Linked DNA regions of Mus musculus: region 1 is linked to region 2. The links are chromatin contacts, called in public Hi-C maps. All regions are on one chromosome and are shown on one strand. The core of a region is the stretch at or near the end of the contact, and the rest is flanking DNA. Distances in the headings are between cores, read along the strand shown.

What was found. A called contact is a pair of places that touch in the nucleus more often than the background predicts.
Region 1: a Hi-C map of CD8 T cells shows a contact between it and region 2, with 4 times the contacts expected there. The contact joins the enhancer-like site here to the promoter of Ltn1 in region 2. A contact is called at or near these places in 10 of 39 promoter capture datasets (the C10 cell line, the HPC-7 cell line, cranial neural crest and 5 more), 1 of 484 Hi-C or Micro-C datasets (CD8 T cells), 2 of 115 datasets of contacts at active chromatin or transcription factors (bone marrow-derived macrophages and stem cell-derived neural progenitor cells) and 2 of 9 other capture datasets (adipose tissue and liver).

What each region holds. Positions count from the first base shown.
Region 1 is chr16:87,748,863-87,754,816 of GRCm38.p6, reverse strand. The region is part of intron 1 of Gm32925 (a long non-coding RNA gene); the gene reads right to left. Among named protein-coding and RNA genes, the nearest start is that of Gm32925, 13 kb to the right of the region's middle. Within about 2 kb of position 3,381, at least 11 of the 459 cell types and tissues checked have an H3K27ac peak or open chromatin away from gene starts, as enhancers often do. A contact at or near this core is called in CD8 T cells, where this site is marked.
Region 2 is chr16:87,427,806-87,434,322 of GRCm38.p6, reverse strand. It overlaps Ltn1 (listerin E3 ubiquitin protein ligase 1), which reads left to right and starts at 1,717. Exons shown (of 30, transcript NM_001081068.1): 1 at 1,717-1,897. The coding sequence starts at 1,856. Rwdd2b (RWD domain containing 2B) reads left to right here. Exons shown (of 5, transcript NM_016924.2): 5 at 1-992.

The DNA of each region.
Region 1 (5,954 bases), core at 2,132-4,631, 320 kb before region 2:
ATTCCCCCATTCTCCACCCTGAACTTGGTCGCCGCTCCTCTCCAGGAGTTACCTCCACCCCCACCCCAAATAGTTCCCACCCTTAATTTCCTGTCGTGTCTATGCGCTGCGCCTGGGTCCCTGCTTACTGCACTTAACGTGGTTTCTACTTGCAACAAATTTCTTGTAAATGCCACGATTTCTTTTTTTATTGCATAATAATATTCCATTCACATAACTGTCTCATTTATTTTTACCCACTCATCTCTTTGCAGACATCTGTGTTGGGCCCATTGCCGATCTATTGAGAGTAGGGATACAATTAGGCACAGGTGTGTAAGTATCGCTACGCTACATTGACTTAGAAACTTCAGTGTTATGTATCTGACGCGGGGCGGCACTGCTGCTGTACACGGCATTAGAAGTCTCCACGGTGGCTGCGTCAGCTCACACTCCCGCTGGCTGTTCTTTTTCAGATCCTCAACCAGAATTTGTAGTCCTTTGTTTGCTTAATGACAGCCATTCTATTTTAGCAGAATTCATTTGCGTTTTCCTGTAGATTAGGAGTGTTGACCATATTTTATGTATTTATTGGCCATGTGTAACTCTTTGAGAACCGTTTACTAAATGGATTGGTTGGTCCATTTACTGATGGTTTTGTTGCTTACTTTTTGCAATTCTTTAGATAATCTAGCTATTTTTTTAAAATTACTTTTAGATTTATGTAAGTGTGTGTGTGTGTGAATGTTGAACCTTCACGTATGTCTATGTAGTACATGTGCCCTGTGCTCACAGAGGTCAGGAGGTCAGAAGAGGGAAGGAATTGGATCTCCGGAAACTGGTGATCCAGATCATTGTGAGCTACATCTCCGGAAATGCCCACAGGCACACGTCAAGTCTTGTTTCCTTTGCTAGGTCACTTTGCTAGTGTTGAGTCTGGAGCAGTTGATGTCCACAACTGGCTTCACTTACGTTTCTGCGTTGCACGCCGGGTCCCTCTGCTGCCCACACTTCCTGTGCAGTCTGTGGGCTAGGCAGACTCCCCAGATCCTCTTCTCTTAGGGTAACTAAAGGGGAGCCTTTTCCACACGGACTGGGAACGCGAAAAACAGCAAGATAACTGAGCTTGGTATGGGGGCAGGGGATTGATCTTTTTACTTCCAAGACTTGATGAGTGTCAATCATCCTGCTGGAGGGGTGATGGCAAAGTGGGTCGTGTTATAGGAGCCAAGTCCAGCATGAGAACTTGAGCTCTTGGGCCCCATAGTGGCACACTGGTAGTTCCAGAGTCTGAGGCTCCCAATGAATGCAGGCGCAGAACGACTCCAGGGTTCTTCTTGGTTGAGGAGGCCGTTGGCCAACCAGGTGCTTCCTTGCCTGTGCTGAGCCTCCTCCGGCTGTTCCCTCTTCTCAGCCTCTCCTCCTTTCACCCCTGCTACGGTCGGTTTTTAACAAGTTACGTCTCAAGACAGCAAGCAGACCAGCCACGGCCATCCAGGTCTTACTGAGTGACGGGGGCTTTGACTCCAGTGCTGATCCAGCTGCCCGATCTGCCACTAGAGTTGAGGTGAGTGGGACTGTCCTGAGGACTCTTATCTCATCTAACACAGGGCACAGCTCACCGCCCTGTCATGTGGTTCCCTCCACGTTTAAGGGTCCTTTTGTGTTTTTTTGTTTTTTGATTTTGTTTGTTTGTTTTCCGAGACAGGGTTTTTCTGTATAGCCCTGGCTGTCCTGGAACTCACTTTGTAGACCAGGCTGGCCTTGAACTCAGAAATCCACCTGCCTCTGCCTTCCGAGCGCTGAGATTAAAGACGTGCGCCACCACGCCTGGGTCCTTGACCTGCCTCGTGTGATTAGTGAATCTTCCTGTTCTCATCTGCAGTGGTAGTCGGTGAGGGGTTCTGCCTTGCGGGAATGTGTTACACAGGATGCTGCAAGTATCTCCTACAGAAACAGACACACAGCATCTTCTGCCCTGTCTCAGCCACAGTTGGTCTCCTTTGCCCACCCTGTAAGAGCCCTGTCCTCTTACACCAGCATCGTAAGTAGGAGCTGCCCGAGACATTGCTTTCTGAGGTTTCACAAACAGCTTAACAATTTCACAGCAGTCGCAGTATTGGGGTTTTGCCATGAACCCGTGGGAACAGCGTGGCCGCGAGATCTGACAGAGCTGTTTCAAAATCCGGATCGAGGAGTCGGGGAATTCCTAAGAAGCATTATGCAGCCCCTGGGAGCCTTGGCCTTGTCTGAAGCGGCTTCTGTGAGCCAGATCAGATTCTTGCTGACCCCAGGAGGCAAAGAATAGAAACCTGGAAAATCTAGAGGAACTTCTCCTCGTTACCTGCCACGAACACCAATCTTGTTTCTCTCTAGTTATCTGGGTAACGCTCTGGTTTCTCTACTTGCTTTTACTGAGAGGCAGAACAGGGACAGACAGAGTATTTATGGAGGCTGCTTTTCAAGCACAGCTTCTTTGGGCTGACCTCCCAACTCCCTGCAACAAATGCTGAGTCCTCTGTCTGTAACTCATGCCCATCAATGCCCGGGCTGCTGTAAAGTATTGAGGCCTTTCTAATTGATCTGGGTGGCTGCCCTCGTGGAACTAGGAGGATTGTTTTAAATGCATCTTCAATGGTCAAATCTTTTAAAAATCTTTTTAAAATATAATATGCAGATTAGCTTCCTGTTGTAAAAATTGGGAGAGTGGCTAAGACAGGGGTTTTCAGGACTTTCCAAGAGTACAGTTCTTCTCTCAATGATAGTTTTTGATAATCACGTATAAAGCAAGCCTGAGCTCATCAGATACATGCTTTCTACACTGGTGTTTATGTACCCATGGCGGCTGTCATTAGAGTCTCTGAGTATGATGGTTTGAATAATTAGGAGGTGAAAGGTGAGTGTTGGGCTGTTGAGTGAGCAAACAAATGTTTATATGGCAGAAGTGGCATTTCAGAAGAGTATAAATGCCCTATTTGGCATCAGCATGAAACCCCCAAGTGCAAGTTCAAGCCTAACCACCCACAGGATCGGCAGATCTACAGAACTCCCCTCCTGGGTCTCACTCAATAAAGGGTTCAGCTTTTCTGTGTTCTACGTCTTTGTATCTTGGGAAATGCTATGGTATAAATCAAGACACGTCAAACTATACCACAATAATAAATGGCCCCAGCTCTCAATTGTTCACAACTGCACAGGCTTATTCGCTTCTTGAGGTGTTCTAGGGGAAGAGCTGGAAGGCCTTATCAGTCATCAGCACGGAGATTCTGAGCAAACAGCTCACTGGTCTACGGTAACTGAGAAGTTCTGCCATCTGCCATACGCAAGCAGAAGACCCAGCAAAACTAGGTGCATGCGAATCCGAAGGCCTGAGAACCCAGGGCGTGTCTGAGAGCAAAGGCAACCGGAAGTGGGTGCGTTCTCTGCTTCCTGTTCTTTTCAGAACCTCGGTGGATTGACCGGGTGAGACCCACTTAGTGAGAGATGGCAGTCGAGGGTACTGAGTCGCTCATCCCAGTGCTAAGGTTATCCATAAGTGTCCTCACAGACACACACAGAGACACAGCACAGCTGGTGATGTGGCCAGTGCCTGAGAAAATCCGCATGATGCGTAAAGCTAACCCTTCATATCCACACCACATGCCAAGCGAAGATAGCTCCGGCTTGTACAGGCGAGAAAGAGGACAGAGAGTGCTATGTAGTGCTTCTTGGTGCATCTGCCCAGGGGTTTTCCTGCCTGTATTTCATTATCCACCCACTTTTCAGCAAATGGCCCGTGATGATTTGAATAGATTTGAGCCCCATGGAGAGTGGCACTACCAGGAGGTGTGGCCTTATTAGAGTAAGTTGTCACTCTAGAGGTGAGCCTTTGAGGTCTTTTATATGCCCAAGCTCTGCCCAGTATGGAACTCCAGTTCCCTCCTGCTGCCTAGAGATCAAGATGTAGAACTCTCAGCTCCTCCAGCACCATGTCTACCTGAGTGCTGCTGTGTTTCCTGCCATGATGATAATGGGCCACCCCTCTGAAGCTGTATGCCAGCCCCAATGAAATGTTTGCCTTTATAAGAATTGCCGTGGTCAACCCAGACACTATTGCATAGGCTAGCAAGATTTTGCTGACAGGACCCTGGTATAGCTATCTCTGGTGAGGCTATGCCAGTGCCTGGCAAATATAGCAGTGGATGCTCACAGTCATCTATTGGATGGAACACAGGGCCCCTAATGAAGGAGCTAGAGAAAGTACCCAAGGAGCTGAAGGGGTCTGCAACTCTATACGAGGATCAACAATATGAACTAACCAGTACCCCCCCACACACACACACACACACACAGAACTGTGTCTCTGGTTGCATATGTAGCAGAGGATGGCCTAGTCGGCCATCAATGGGAGGAGAGGCTCTTGGTCTTGTGAAGATCATATGCCCCAGTTCAGGGGAATGCCAGGGCCAGGAAGTGGGAGTGGGTGGGTTGGGGAGCAGGGCAGGGAAGGGTATAGGGGACTTTCGGAATAGCATTTGAAATGTAAATGAAGAAAATATCTAATTAAAAAATGAAAAAAAAAAAAGAGTTGCCATGGTCATGGTGTCTCTTCACAGCAATAAAACCCTGAGACATGACCTTTCCTGGGTTTAGCAGGCGTGAATGAAATACTCGGTAAATTCAAACACTGTCTACCACACCATACGTCGTTCTCATTTGGAGCCACTGCTTCAGTGACTGCCTCCTCACGTCTCCCCGAGTCATTCTTACCACCACCAGTCTATGCAATCCAAGTTCTGATCTTACCTAAGAACAAGAGGCCTCTCCCCTTATTCTCAAAACTACAGGAAATACATGGATGATCACATAAACACAGTTCACTGAGGACTTGCTTAAAACAGAGAGAATTACAGTGGAGAACAAGAAAAACTACAGCACTGGATCTAGCAATTTCTGCCCCTGGACTTGTGTCCATGCCTCTTTACTGCCTTTAGCTCCATGGTTCTCTCTAGCCCAGTCCTGGCCATACGTCACCGGCAGCCACAGTACCCTCCACCGTCCTTCTAAAAACCCACCACGTTCTTACCCAGAGGCAATGCCCCCCCCCCCCCCATAGCAGTACAGATGAGTAATTCTTCACACAGCGCTCTCAGCCCTAGGTGGCTTTATTCAAAGATGTTTTAGCTGTGTGTGGATAAGCTTCCTAATTCTAGGTAGGGAGTTTGCCATTGTGTGAACAAAGGACTCACTGGAGAATAAGTTTTCTGAGGGATAGTGAGCGCCTTCTATCTCAAAAAGAACACATTGCAAGAAGAATAAAAATAATTTTCAACTTTTCACAAAAGGAAGGAGTGGTGTGTGTTCTCTGTGTGTGTGTATATATATAAATGAAATGAGTGTGCGTGGAAGGAATATATATGTGTGTGTGTGTGTGTATGCGTGTGTGTATGTGTATATATATGTGTGTGTATGTGTATATGTATGTATATATATAGGGAACTTGGATATTCAGATAGGTGCTGATTTCCATCATGCTATTGGGAAATTTGAATATTCTATGTAATTATTTAATGAATGTAGTTGAAGACGACATCTTAGCATGCCAACATAACTTGTTACAGCATTCTCTTCCACTGGATGTTTCTCTTTAGTGTAATGAATGATGCTATCATACTACTTGATGCACAGGGACCCTGCTTTCATAAGATTATTTTATGGAAGCAAATTCCTCAGGATAAAATTCCTGGTCAAAACTATGTCTACTTTTACCTTGTATTAACTTTAATTTATATCTCTAGCCCAATTTATAATAATCATATGTAAGTATATACCTATTCAATATGTAACATTTTTTATCCTGTAACATTAGCTCAGTTTAATTTGATAACTAATCTGTGAAATGAGGGTGATAAATATCAAAGTGCTACGATCTAGACTCAGTATGTCTGGTTCATAATCCTTTGTCTGCATTCATGCCAACTTGTGAAGGAAATAGT
Region 2 (6,517 bases), core at 468-2,967:
TGAAATTCAATTTCAGCTCCATTCTAGGATGTACTAGGGTTGGGGTCACAAGAAGAAAATTAATATGGCTGAAATGTATCAGTTAAAACTTGCCATGCCTGAGAGAAAAACTGGGTTTCGACTTGTAAGCTTTAAATTACTAAGTGAGAAGGGTGGAGAAATGACTCAGAAGTTAAGAGCATATGCTGCTAGTGCCAAGGACCTAAGTTCAGTTCCCAGCACCCCTGGCAGGGAGCTCATAACTACCTATATGTCTTTACTTCAGGGCATTTGATGTACTCTGTCCTCCAAGGGTGCATGCATGAACATAAACATGTAAATATATTTGGGGTATCAGATCCCCTGGAGCTGGAGTTACAGGAGGTTGTGAGGTACCCGGTGTGGGTGCTGGGAGCCAAACTTGGGTCCTCTGCAAGAGCAGTGCACCCTTTTAACCTCTGAGCCATCTCTACAGCTTGGTGGAAATTTCTTGACGTGAGCTGGATCTGAAGGCACATGCTTATAATCCCAGCACTTGGGAAGTAGAGGCAGGAGGATGGGAAGTTGAAGGCCAGCTGGGCTACACGAGGCTCTGTCTCATGAAACTTGAAAGACAAATTATATGTGAAGGTAATTTTGATGGTTCGACTTGCTAGGGATTTCCCACACTCTTCTGCCTTCACTAGGAACCTGGAAAAGCTGCCTGTTCACCCTCCTGGCCTCTCTTGCAGCTGCATTGGGCTGTAGGTTACAGTGCAGGATTTCTGGGGATGAATTTGCCTCTCTTCTCTTTCTGCCATGGCCCCTGAAGTGATGGCAAGAGAAAGGGCCAAGCTATCTCAGAGATGTCATTGTACAAGACACCTTGCCACATGCGGACCCAATGTTAATCCCAGCCTGTCTCCAGACCTTTGAAATAAAATGAAATTTTAAACAATCTGTGCTTGTTATCAGTAGTCAGAAGTTTGAAACTACCCTGTCTTTTAAAGTACAAACAGTATAAAGCCTTCCTCATTGGTGTTTGTGGTTCATTTCAAATTGCATGTGTTTAGATTTGGCCCCTATCTGGCCTTGCATCGCTGAAGACTGGGGCATGAGTAGAGCTCAAATGGTTTCTTGTTGTTTCTTTAAGACAGTGTCTCATGCCTATGTGACCTGATGATTCTTTTTTCTTTTTATTTCCTATTTCGAGATAGATTTTCATATATCCCAGGCTGCCCTTGAACTTTAAGTGTGCAAAGCTGACCTTAAATTTGTGATTCTCCTCTTCTCTGTGTCTTCAGTGCTGGTATTGGGAGGGTGTGCCAGCAGACCTGGTTTGCTCAATGTAGGGAATCAAACTCAGCCTTCAGGAATGCCAGGAAAGCACTCTACCAAGTTAGTCGCCCCAACTCCTCTGCTTTTATTATTTCATTTTATTTTTAAAGATTTATTTTATTTATATGAGTACACTGTAGCTTTCTTCAGACACACCAGAAAAGGGCGTCAGATCCCATTGCAGATGGTTGTGAGCTACCATGTGGTTGCTGGGAATCGAACTCAGGACCTCTGGAAGAGCAAATTCCTACACACTAGGAAGGAAATCTCTCCACTACAAATATCTCGGACAGGTTTGGCGCCACGGGCTCAACGCTGGTTTCTTATTGGTCAGCAGTGACGCCACTCAGGCAGGCGTGGCCTTCTTTGTTACGTTTCAGGCAGCGGATGGTCAGAGTCCTGACAGGGAGGCGGGAGCGGAAGTAGGAAGCCGAAAGGCTGGGAGGGCGAGGGGGAAGTGGCTACAGTGAATCCCCTTCCGGCGCGAGGGACCGGAAGTTGTGGCCCGCCCGTGTCAACTTCGGCTCTGCAGACTGAGAGCCGGGCTGCCACCGCCACCATGGGCGGGAAGAACAAGCAGCGGACTAAGGGGAACCTCAGGGTGAGTCCTGTGGTGATGGTAGCCCCGCGGCCTGCGGCCCGGGTGTCCAGAGGGCCGTGAGGGAAGAGTGTGACCTCCCGGTGTGTGCGTCCCCGCGGGTGGACAAGTCGAGGAGTTGGGACCCAAACGACGTTTCACGCCGGATCTGGGAAACGGAGCGCGCCCAGGGAGGGAGGTGTCATCGGGAAACGGTGACAGTGAGCACCCGGGCGGCCCTCGTGGGTGGCCGAGCTTGTGTAGGAGCTGTGGGAGGGAAGAAGCAAGCGTGGGCTTCACTCGCTCAGTCCCTCCTTGCCAAGGCCCGAGCCCGTCGGTGGTATGCCCGGTGTCAGGTCGGTGTCACCCGTTGGGTCTCTGGTCTCAAGCTTACCTCGCTTTTCCTGCTTCACTCTGGCCACCCTGAACTTGCCACGAACTTGGCTGGCCTGGCAGGCTTCGGATGGCCATATGTTAGGTGGCTCTAGATACCTTAATGCATCCTGTATAGCCCTGGCTGTCCTGGAACTCATTCTGTAGACCAGGCTGGCCTGGAACTCAGAAATTCTCCTGCCTCTGCCTCCCAAGTGCTGGGATTAAAAGCGTGTGCCACCACCACCTGGCGCTTTGAAAGTATCTTAAAGGCAGGTGTTTCTCTGCAGCCTTTATCCTGATGGATCACACACACATACACACACACACACACACACACACACACACACACAGTTCGCTTTTATAGACCTGTTCCACCATTTTTTTTTTAGATTTATTTATTTATTATATGTGAGTACACTGTAGCTGTCTTCAGACACCCCGGAAGAGGGAGTTAAATTTTGTTACAGATGGTTGTGAGCCATCATGTGGTTGCTGAGATTTGAACTCTGGACCTTTGGAAGAACAGTCAGTGCTCTTAACCACTGAGCCATCCTTCCAGTCCCTCATCTCTTAATTTATAAATTTTGCTGACCCTTAGGAGAGTTGATCTCAGTATTTAACACCCAAGTTCTCTACCTTATGTATTCTAAAAACAGTGTCATTCTTCATATAACATGTGAAACTTTAACCATGGTGGAGTACACAAATATAACATGTAGACTTACAATTTGTATTTCTACTAACTTTTATAGATTTAATTCTGTTTTTATTTTATTTTGATTTTGGTTTATCAAGGCAGTTTCTCTTTGTAGCTCACCTGTCCTGGAAGTCGTTCACAGATGTGCCTGCCTCTGTCTCTACAGTGCTGGGATTAAAGGCATGCACCACCAGGACTGACTTAAAGTTGTTTTTAGATAATAACATTTTCAAAGCATTTATGACTCAGTCAAGTATCACTTGTTCCCTTTGGCAGGGAATACATTAAAAGACACATAAAAACAACTTATACTTTGAAGTCTTTTGATTTAGACAGTTTTCCATTTCATACATCCTAAATGAGCGTGTTTTTTATGTCATAATGACCAGGAAGAGTTGGCCATTGGTTGGCTTTGTTTAGTCTCATCTAATTGTTTCCTTCTATTGATTCCAGCTAAGCCATTTTTGACCATGCTTTGTATGATAACATTTTCAGTATATCATTCCAGAAGTGTACAATACTTTTTTTTCCCCTTTAAGACAGTGTTTCTCTGTTCTGGAACTAGCCAGCTCTGTAGACCAGGGTGCCTTCCCCCCCTTTATTATTCTTTTTTGTTTTGTTTTGTTTTTGTTTTATTTTTTCCTTTCTCAGTGGCATTTGCTTAGTGTTGAGCATTGTAAAGTTATCTTTTTCCATTGGATAATAAGAAATATGTGGTGTTGCAGTCTGTGGTTAGACATACTTACCCCTAAAGATTTTCACACCCTGCTGGGATTAAATTCTTCCTGCAGTACTTCAGAGTTACTGTTGGTATCGCAAATGACAAAGAGTGAAATGATTGCTCTTACCTCATTTGAAGGGTGATCTAACTGAAGTTTAGAGAAGTTTACTTGCTTAAATTTGTGTAGCCTGGAAGCTTCAGAGTTGGGGCTTGAAGTTTAGTTTTTAAAATGTTACGTCATAGGGGGCGCGCTGAGAGGACGCCTTTCAGGAGTCCATTCTCCTTTCCCTTTTTGTGGGTTTCCGGGATGGAAGTCCAGATTGTCTGACAGCTTGCATAGCAAGCGATTTATCCTCGGAACCATCTTGCTGGGCCTGGACTTGAACTTAAAAGTAGCATTTGTTCAATAGAAAATAGTGCTGGGAGCCATATATATTTGTAGATTTTAGTAGATACATGTCTTTTTTGTTGTTTTGACTTTTTGTTTTGAGATGGGATTTTACAATGTGGGATAGCCTGGTCTGCGACTTCTTGTGTAGCCTAGGCTGGCCTCACACTTGTGATCTTCTTGTTCCAGGCTCCTTAGTGCTGAGGTTACAGGGCTGTACCACTAACATGGCTAACTGCTCTTTCCTTTGTTTTGAAACTGGGTCTCATATGTATCATTCAGGCTGGACTTGATCTAATTATGTAGCTGAGCCTGACTCTGACATCCTGATTCTCACACCAACCCTCCCAGTGCTGGGATTGTGGGATTACAGTTTTGTACCACCACACAGCTAGCTTCTGCTTGCTATTCTTGAAGTATCTGTTTAATGATAGGCACAGATTTCTAAGAAAATATTATGGCGTATGAAACAATTAGGAAATAGGTATGAATGTATGAGTGGAAAGACTGAAAGAACAGAAGAGAGTGCTGATTGGTCTGAGGGAGAAGCGCATTGCAAACACTACTGTCTTGAAGGATAGAAGTTTGTCAGGCATTGAGAAGGAAGGAAGGGCCCTCAGATGGAGAGAAAAGATTATGTGAAGGCTAAATTATGAGAGAGCATATATTATACATAGGAAATTTTGAGCAGGATCTAGGATATTGAATAGTGGGAGAATGTGTCAGAACCCATGTAGGACAGGCTGTGGCAAGCAAGTGAGTTTCCTGGAGATGTCCCACCATTTGGCATGACTGATGGGTGTGCTCTGAGATGCAGGGATTCGTTTATCTATACCAGACTTCAAAATAATAAGACACAAGGCAGATGATTGGTCTCTTGACAAAACTGTGCTAACTTATGACAAAAATTATTGCTTTAAACTTATAATGAACTTAAAGGGGGCTAAAAGATAGATAATAAATGTATAGTCAGGTACTAGTCCTAAATTATGGAAAGGCATGTAAACAATTCTGCTATAACTAAATTATGGAAAGACATGTGAACAATTCTGCTATAACTCCTGAGGCTTTATTGACTTGTGATTTAAACTATTGCCTCAAACTTACTATGACCTTATTGAATGTAAAAATGCTTCAAAACAGCCGGGCATGGTGGTGCACACCTTTAATCCCAGCCCTTGGGAGGCAGAGGCAGGCGGATTTCTGAGTTCCAGGCCAGCCTGTTCTACAGAGTGAGTTCCAGGACAGCCAGGGCTACACAGAGAAACCCTGTCTCAAAAAACAAAACAAAAACAACAACAAAAAGGATTTGATTATGTGAGTCTGCATGTGTGAGAATGTGCTCATGTGAATGCAGGTGCCCTCAAAGTGCAGAAGAGGCAGGGCTTAGATCCCTGGGGTTGGAGTTGCAGGCAGTTGGGGGCAGCCCATTGAAGGTGTTCTCCAAGAACAAAAGCTCCTTTTAACTGCTGAGGCTTCACTCTAGGTCAGGAATGTGGCTCTGGTCTTGATCATTGCATTGATTTTTGTGTGTATTCTCGTGTTCTTAGACTGCCAATATGTGGAAATGAGTATATTTGCTCTTAAAGAATCCGGTCTAGCAGGAGATGGTGTTAGAGCTCAGTATGATGAACAGAATTTGTTGGGTGAATAAAAGGACTGGGCCTATTTATTAATTTACATCACTGTAACATATATGTGTTTGCAGATACTGTCTATATTGTATATGGAATTTTTTTTTCAAGACAATGTTTCCTCTGTATAGCCCTGGTTGTCCTGGAACTCACTTTGTAGATCAGGCTGGCCTTGAACTCAGAAATCCACCTGCCTCTGCCTCCCAAGGGCTGGGACTAAAGGTGTGCGCCACCATGCCTGGCTGGAAAAATTTTTATAAGCAAATGTATATTTTGGTTTTTTTTTCTTAAATAAGTGCCCATATATTGATATCATCAGCCACTAATGGGTTGTAACTATAGTTTTCAAAACCTTGTTTTGACCCAGTGATGACATATGTGTATAATCCTAGCACCTGGGAGGCTAAAGCAGGAGGGACAGAAGTTCAAGGCCAGCATGACTACATGAGACTCCAAAACTCAAGAGTTGTTCTTATGTTTAGGAAACTAGAATTGTTGCAAGAACATTTTTTCATAGGTTGTTATGACAAAAATATTCATCTCCAGGGAACATTGTAGGCTGGGGGCAAAAAGCAGCCCACTTCACAAGTATATTCAGTATATATTCTGAATATACTTGTGAAGGAGTTAAAGAATTATGTAGTTTAAATATGTGGTTTTTTTTTTAAATAACAGATCTCTCCTAACTTTCAGAACTAGTGATTTGTATATTATAAATATCAGTCAAACTACTTGGTTCAAAACAGAGCATTATCTCTTCTAAAAAATTTATTTTTAATTAATGTATGTGTGAGAAAGTGTTCTAACTTTTTTGTTTTTGCTTTGTTTT